2 separate regions of the Gossypium hirsutum genome follow, and region 1 is linked to region 2. A link is a contact called in public Hi-C data. All regions are on one chromosome and are shown on one strand. The core of a region is the stretch at or near the end of the contact, and the rest is flanking DNA. Distances in the headings are between cores, read along the strand shown.

Region 1 (3,952 bases), core at 420-2,919, 180 kb before region 2:
GTTTTCGTAAGCATGAGATAAAAAGGTAAATCTCATTAAACTGCCTTCAGCTACCTCATAAAACTGTCCATATCCAATACATGTTTCTATAAGTGTCTATAAACTTAACCCAATCCTTTTGTCCTATGAATGTAAGTTAACATATATACATGCCAAAAACAAAGAATCAAGACAATGCAAAAGCCTAGAAACTGAAACTTCCAATTTACCTTGAACCTATATGTCCCGTTTTCTTGCACATGACAATGATACTCAGTCGTTTTTCCTTCCCACTCAAGCAGCTGCAAGACAAAGGTATGCAACGGTAAGTGAGAAAAGCAAAAAAAGAGAGAAAAAAAAAAAACAATTTCACAAGGCATCAAAAGCAGGGAAGGTAATATGCCCACATGAAAAAGGGTCGAATACAAGTTAGAATTTTCGGAAACATCTATGTTCATTCCCTTCATAATTAGCACGCCATGTAATTCAAAATATGGCTAGAATCAAACACAGCTAACACCGTTATGTTTACCTTAACACGGTCAGCTCGAGCATAACGTTGACCCAGGGAATCCCAGATCTCTTTTTCAAACTCATCCATCCCCAAATTCTTTAAACTTTGAATGTGATCAGCAGTGATTACTTCTTCCAACTTATTCCTATGGCAAAATATATATGGAAAAGGGTCTTAAAAACACATTATTAAAAGCAGTGAAAGATAGACATAGCCATAAATTGGAAACTTACTGTCCAATGTAACTTAAAATAAGAAAAGCTTTACGAAATTCAAGCTCCCCTAAAGCTACCAACTGTGGACACACTTCTTCTCTACCAACATTTGTTAAAGAAGTCAGAATAGGAGTAGCTACCGACTGTGGACCAAACCCTTCTTCTCTATTAGCATTTACTGAAGAACTCTGAATAGGAGTAACTGAAGCTGAAGTAACATTAACATTATTTCACCCTTTTAAAACCAATAAACACAAAACGTCAAAAACAACTACCAAAATGAAAACAAACCCATGGTTTCAAAGAAGTGTAAAACCTTGAGAGTTCATCATAAGCCGGCAAGTTTTGGAGGGAGAAGAAAAGGGGCTACTATTTAGTTGAGCAGAATTGGATCGTTTTTGTGGAGAGCCATTGCCGTTTGATTCGTTTCTTATCATATACATCACGAATCGATCAAACGTAGTACGAATCTCCGTCCGTTGGATTTTCTCTAGAATCCTTAGGGATGCTTCTTCACCTACCTCAGCCAATGCCTGCCTCGTTGAGTAACCAAGTCGTGGCTGTTGCTGCTCGTTGCAAATTCTGGATATCAATGCTTCAACCGCTTGAGGTAATAAAACAACGTCTTCATGGGAATTGTTAGCCATTGTTAAACTAGAGTAAACATTTGATGAAATGCAGCAACGAAAAAAAATATTCAGTGGGGGGCTTTTAACAGGTCGTATCGCTTCAAAATTTTCAAACTTTAGAATTGGGTTCTCAATTTTCTTCAACAAAAACATTTGATATTTATTGTCAAATCAAATGTACGTGAAATGTGAAAAGAACCAAAAGAGTAAAATTTCATAAAGATGAATGGTACAATAATCACACCGTGTAATAGTACTACTTTGATGAAATGGCCAATGAGCAGAAAAAGCTTCACTATTATAAAGAAAATTAAAAAGAAAGAAGAAAAGGTAAAGATTCCAATTTTAATGAATAGTAGAGTTAAAAAAGATTCAAAAGGCCTTCGTTTGGGCTGTTTTGTCCGTGAGCCGGTCGGCCAAGTAAAATAAATTAAGTCTGCATTTTAAGGGTTAGTTTAGTAATACTTTTAAAAAGTGTATTTTAGAAATGCTTTTGAAAATTTTGATTTAAAATTTAATTATTTAGCATTGCTGTTAAAAAGTACTTTTGACAAATAAAATGTCTATTTTAAACATGTTATTATCAAGTAATAAATACACATTTAAATAATACTTAAATTAGTTAATATTATTATATTTTAGTAAGAATATAAAAAATTATCATAACTTCTTGTTAATATTTTAATATATAAAATATAAATTTAAAATATTTTTAAGCAATAAATATTAATTATTTATAAAATTTAATTAGAATATATAAACTATATTTTAAATATTTAAATATAATTATTAAATATTTTTAATTAGTATTTTAAAAAATATTTTTTATTTTTAATTAGTGATTTTAATATATTTGTAATTAAGTACCAAAAAAAAGGGGAAAGTACTATGTTATTGGAGGGGTAAAAAAGTAATTAAGCACTGAAAGTGCTTTTGGAAGAGGAAAAGCTAAAAATTTTAGCTTCTCCTCCTCAGGAGTGCTTTTCAAAAGCACTTCTAAAAAGTTAAAAATTTCAGCCAAAAGCAGCTTGATCTGCACAGCTTTTTTTCCAGAAGTGCTTTTCAAGCCAAAAGTGCTTTTGAAAAGTAATGCAGAACTGGCCCTAAGTCTGATTTGAGGTTAAAATTTTGTTTTTAATTAAATTTGATTAGAATATATTTATTAAAATTCAAGTTCAGATAATCTGGATTGTATTTAAAGTTTTTATATATTATTTTTTTATATAAAAATAATTTTTAAAAATATAATAGGTCAAATATATTAAAATTTAATATAATTAAATAACACTAAAATAAATACAATTTAGCAAGTAAATATTTCTACAATAATAATAAATTTAATAATAAAATAAAAATTATAAATATCTAAAAAATAACAATAAAATAGTAACAATATAATGACGAAATGATAGCAAAACAATGAAAAAAATAGTAACAAAATAGCAACATCTTTTTTTTTCAAATTCAGGCCAAATTGGGTCTAGCTCGGGTAAAAAAAGCTTACCCGAGTTTCAACCCGTTTAGAAAATAAATCTTATTTTTTTTGTCCAAACTTATTTTTCGATCATATATTTTTATCCAAAATTTTCAACAATCTATTAAATCGATTTTCGGTTTTAGAATAATACCATGTCGAATATTTTTTTTATCTAAAAGTTTGAATTTGTTTATTATTTGTAAATTATCTAAATATTTTCAACTTTTTCCAATCATTTTTTGGATGTTGAAATACGTAAAAACAATTTGAATTTAAATATGCTGAAATTCTTTTATATATAATTAAAATTGTAAGCATTTTTTAATTAGTGGAGTATAAATTTAAATTGATGAAAATTTATGTATGAAATTCCAGATTGAATTATAATTTTGAAATTTATTCATTTAAATTAAGAATAAATTATTAGAATACTTGTTTAAATGTGAAGAAAAAGGGGTGGACTGGGGGACGTGCATGGAAATTAAAGGACACGGATATGGGCAGCCACAGTATTCAAAGGACAGGCTAAAGCCCTTAAGCCCATTTATAAAAGTTCTTTACTGTTCTTTGCCTTTTAGGCTTGTGATGCAAACATCCTTTATTTGGGTTTTTACCTCAAACAATACCCAACCCATATTGAATATTTGGAAGAATCCGAATTTTTTTTGTATTATGCATGTCCGTTATATTGTTTATGTTCCGGGTTTGGGTTGTCCCTTTTAACAACTTTGTCTCTAAAGTTCAAACTTACGTTCTCTCTTTAGGATTGCAATGTACCTTACCATTGCATCTAACCATTTGTTGGTGAGAATCCGAAACATTAATTCTACACTATTGGAATATGAATTCACATAGTACACATTATAAATAAAATATTATAAATTAATACTTAAATGTTATATTTGTAAAATAATCTCGAAAAGTGAGAGATAAATTGATAACAATTGCAATACTAGATAATTTTAGAAACAAATTAGATATGCATCGCTTTGATCAAATCGTTAAAAATTGCATCCTAATTTCGTCGTCATCAGACCAACTTGAAAATGAATTTCAAACATCATCATTGTGCTCTATCATGACGGAACCCTCCAAGAGCGATTTCAATAAATTTGACGATACTCTTACCTTAACAAAT
Region 2 (3,928 bases), core at 956-3,455:
CCCGCCTCCCTTAAAATAAATTTTTTTCATTTAGGTCTTTTATTTTTTTAAAATTTTAAATTAGTAAAGATAAAATTATACATTGTCTCCTAAAAATGATAAAAATTTAATTTAATCATTTAAAAATTATAAAGATATAAGCTATTAAAATAGTGAAATTACATTTTTATTATCTTAAAAATTATAATTTAATTTCGGCTCTTAAATAAAATTTCTGACTTGATCCCTGCTGATACATCATACAAGCAAACAAAATAGTAAAAATAATATTTTTGGAAGAAGCCTAACTCATTTAAAAGGAATGTCTAATATTGATATTGCATTTTTAATTTGTATATTGTTTTTTTTAAATTACTACCTAATTTTTTTTATTGAAAGTGGTATCTAAACTATTATTTCATTTATTTAAGACCAAAACGTCAACTTTTTTTTAAAAAAAAATCTCGACATGCCTTCTAAACTTAAAAACAATTATTTTTTCTATTTCATTTTCTATTTCTTTATATACCTTTTTTATTATTATTTCTATTTGCATTTCTTTCCTCTCCTCTCTTTTTTCTCCTCCTTTCTTTCTTCTTTTGCCATAAACAATCCAAACATGTTGTGTCTTGATTATTATAAATTAATGGGAAAATACATTCTGCAGAGGATGCATGCTAGATGTTGTCTTTTCATTTTCTTTCCCCGTCCACTCAGGAATGAATTTTTGAAATAATTCCTTCAAATAGTAGGATGTTGCTTGACTGTCTAGGTTGTTTATGAGATAAGGGGAAAGAAAGGAGATAGAAAAAAGAGAGAAGAGAGACTAAAGAGAATAAGAAAAAAAAAAAAGAAAGGCAATTTAAAAGTAAAAATAAAAAATAAAAATTAGAGAGTTAACATTTTGGGCTAATTTTTTTTTTAACTAAGATAACATTTTTAGCTAAAAAGTAGATTTTAACATTTTTAGCTAAAAAGTAGATTTAGGATTGGGCAGAGAGCTATATGATAAGGTTGCCTAAGAGAAGAATGTGGAACTGGAGCTAAGGGAGGATGCGAGTTGCTTGCCCTTTTCCTCAGGCCGGCAGTCATATACATTGCCTTGAAACGTCACATGTCAAGCTATTATTGGTGAGTCAAAGGCAAGTTGCCAAGTGGTCTAGAGTTATAAGCCTAGGCAGAGTGGCACTATAATGTGCTCTGGGCTACCTTAGATGGGACGTGATAATTACAGTCTATTGGCAGTTAATGAGTGAGCCCTTATGTTAGAGTCGAGGGTTTTTGCAAGGGGTTCCATTTGAGGGGTTTACATGTACTACTTGTGGAGTAGATGGTTCAAGTCATCCTATTAAGGTATAACAATCACTCCCTAGCTAAGGTGGAGGTTATGCAGTGACTTGCCTTAAGGCATTCTTCTTTTCTTTTTTTAAGGAAATTTTTTGAAGGATAAGTGGGTTGAGCTTTGAAGACTTCATCAAAATGTTAGGAGAATACTTCTGTAGAGGGTTAAGACATGCTTATATTAAGGCATGTGCTTTTGGGGTAGTAAGGGTTTAGTATCACCGCGGGGGGTGGTTAAAGTTGAAAGGGTGGGTTTTGTGCGTGAAAAGTATGTATGATTGTTATTTTCCAAACATTGCACGACATTATCACGGACAGTTATGACTAAGCATTACAACTCACTATTTGGAATTTGCGCACATAATTACCTTTTGTTTGAGTTTGAAAAACGCCATGTATCACACTATCATTTGTGGATAAGAGGCGTGTTTTGTGGCTTTCTGTTTGGAGACGCTCTCTTATCCAAGGAGTTTATATAACTTTGGGTTTGGTCGTTTTATTACTTTTCACCGTAGTTCAAGAATTTACAAGAAAATTTTTCTACACTAACAGCGTCAATTGTTGATAAAACGATGTAGTAAAGGGTAGAGATGGATGGTCACCTTGTTTAGGTCAATATAGATAGTTGTTTAATAATATTGTGTGAGAAAAAAAGATGGAACCAGAGCTAAGGTAGGAGAAGGTAGTATGCAATTTGCTTGCCTCTCTCAACCGTGAGCAATATACTGCTCTTTATCTTGGGACACCACGTTAGAAGGATGGGCCGGTTAATGAATGGGCCCTACTATCAAAGCCCAGGGGTTTTTGTGAAGGGTTATTTTTAGGGGTTTGCATGTATTGCTTGTGTAACAATATTTAAGCAATTATCCGCAACAACTTCAGAAGGGATGCATATATTGATTTTCGATTATTCATTATCAAAATTTAATTTAGATATTAAAGTAGTAGTTTCTAGGCTTTAGCTCTTTGAACCCAAGTAAGGCCCAAAATCAAATAATTGAAATGCCCAAATTCGGGTTACTTTTAATTACCCTCAACCCTCATCCCCAAATCTCGAAAGCGTCCGAACCCTAGAATTTTCAATTGAGGGTTCGTTCTTCCCACGAAGCCTTAATCTTCTTTCTTTTCTGAACTCCAATTCTCAATTTCCCAAAACCCACAACTCTAAAAGAAGGAAACCCTAAAGAGGAAGATGGATGGTATTGAACCCTACTCTTTTAATCGCCATCCGCAATACCCTCGTTCAACCAGAACTCGCCATGTATACAGTTACGGACCAGACGAAGAGCTCGACGATGAAGAAGAAATGGAACTAGATAACGAAGATGTAGATGACGATAACGACGACGACCCAGATGTTTATTACCACCGCGTCAAAGAAAGCGAGCGTTTTGAAAGGTACCCAAAGCGTCAAAAGGTGAGAACATCAGTCCCTAGCTTCCAATATGCACCTGACCATAGAGATAGCTTAAAAAATGCCTATGATTGGACCCAACAGGAGATTTATGTTCTGTTAGAGGTTTGGGGGAATAGGTTTTTGCAATTAGGGAGGAGGAGTTTGAGAGGTGAAGATTGGGTTGATATAGCTGAGAAAGTTAGTGATGCTTTGAAAAGTGTGAAAAATGAAGCTCAGTGTAGGCGTATGATTGATGGGTTGAAGAGGAAGTTTAAGAAAGAGAAGTCGAAAGCTGAGAGAATGGGGTTGAATTCGAGTAAATGGGTGTTCTTTAGGAAAATGGAGATGTTAATGGGGTTGGGTTCTTCTTCATTTAGGCAACAAGAATCATGGTTGGCTTGTGGAGTTGATTCCGGGGAGTTTGTGTTTATGAATCCGCAAGTTTATTTGGATAGGTCTAATGGTTTCGATGAGATGAGGGATAGTCCCGCAGAGTCGGAGATAGATGATGATGATGATGGAGAAGAAGCCGATGGTGGGTCAATGAAAGTGGATGTGAACGATGAGCATTCGTTGAGGATGTTGGCTGAATCAGTGCAGAGGTTCAGTAAGATATACGAGAAGATTGAGAGTAGTAAAAGGGAGCATATGAAGGAGTTGGAGAAGATGAGGATGGATTTTCAGAAGGAGTTGGAAGTACAAAAGAAGCAGATTTTGGAGAAAGCACAAGCAGAGATTGCTAAAATGAAGGAAGAGGATGATGACGACGATGACGATGATGACGAGACTGATGATGATGATGATGGTGACGACAATGGCGATTCGACGGAAAATATCAGCGAATAGGTTTCTTGGTGTGTGCTTATTGTGTATCTTTGTTCCTATAGTTTGCCTTATCAAATTGCTTCCCGTTATTATAGACCATTTAATGTTGGATATCTTTCATTTGTTTCTCCTGTTTGTATTTGTTAATTGTTGCTTTATCTTGATTCTCGATATCATAGTGCTTATTTTATTTGGCGACTCACCTATATAAGAAAGATTCATTGCCTATATATATATTAGCATATCTTAACTGAATTTCCTTTGTTTCATTAACAGTTGATATGTTTAGAGGATAAGTATGTTGCTAGTAGCTAGGAACTAATAGTGGGTTGAGTTTGGTCTTCGGTTCAACTTAAGCTGATCAGGCTGGCCTTCTCAGTGCCAGAT

Evidence for each region. Hi-C and Micro-C count contacts between places; a contact is called where the count stands out from the background.
Region 1: a Hi-C map of leaf shows a contact between it and region 2, with 2.0 times the contacts expected there. The contact joins the promoter of LOC107940156 here to the promoter of LOC107930847 in region 2. A contact is called at or near these places in 2 of 34 Hi-C or Micro-C datasets (both in leaf).

Annotation. Positions count from the first base shown.
Region 1 is chrA07:1,007,078-1,011,029 of Gossypium_hirsutum_v2.1, reverse strand. It overlaps LOC107940156 (probable RNA-dependent RNA polymerase 5), which reads right to left and starts at 1,669. Exons shown (of 19, transcript XM_016873587.2): 1 at 1,025-1,669; 2 at 727-916; 3 at 512-638; 4 at 210-281. The coding sequence starts at 1,490.
Region 2 is chrA07:825,520-829,447 of Gossypium_hirsutum_v2.1, reverse strand. LOC107930847 (trihelix transcription factor ASIL1) reads left to right here and starts at 2,205. Exons shown (of 2, transcript XM_016862591.2): 1 at 2,205-3,570. The coding sequence starts at 2,513. The coding sequence ends at 3,562.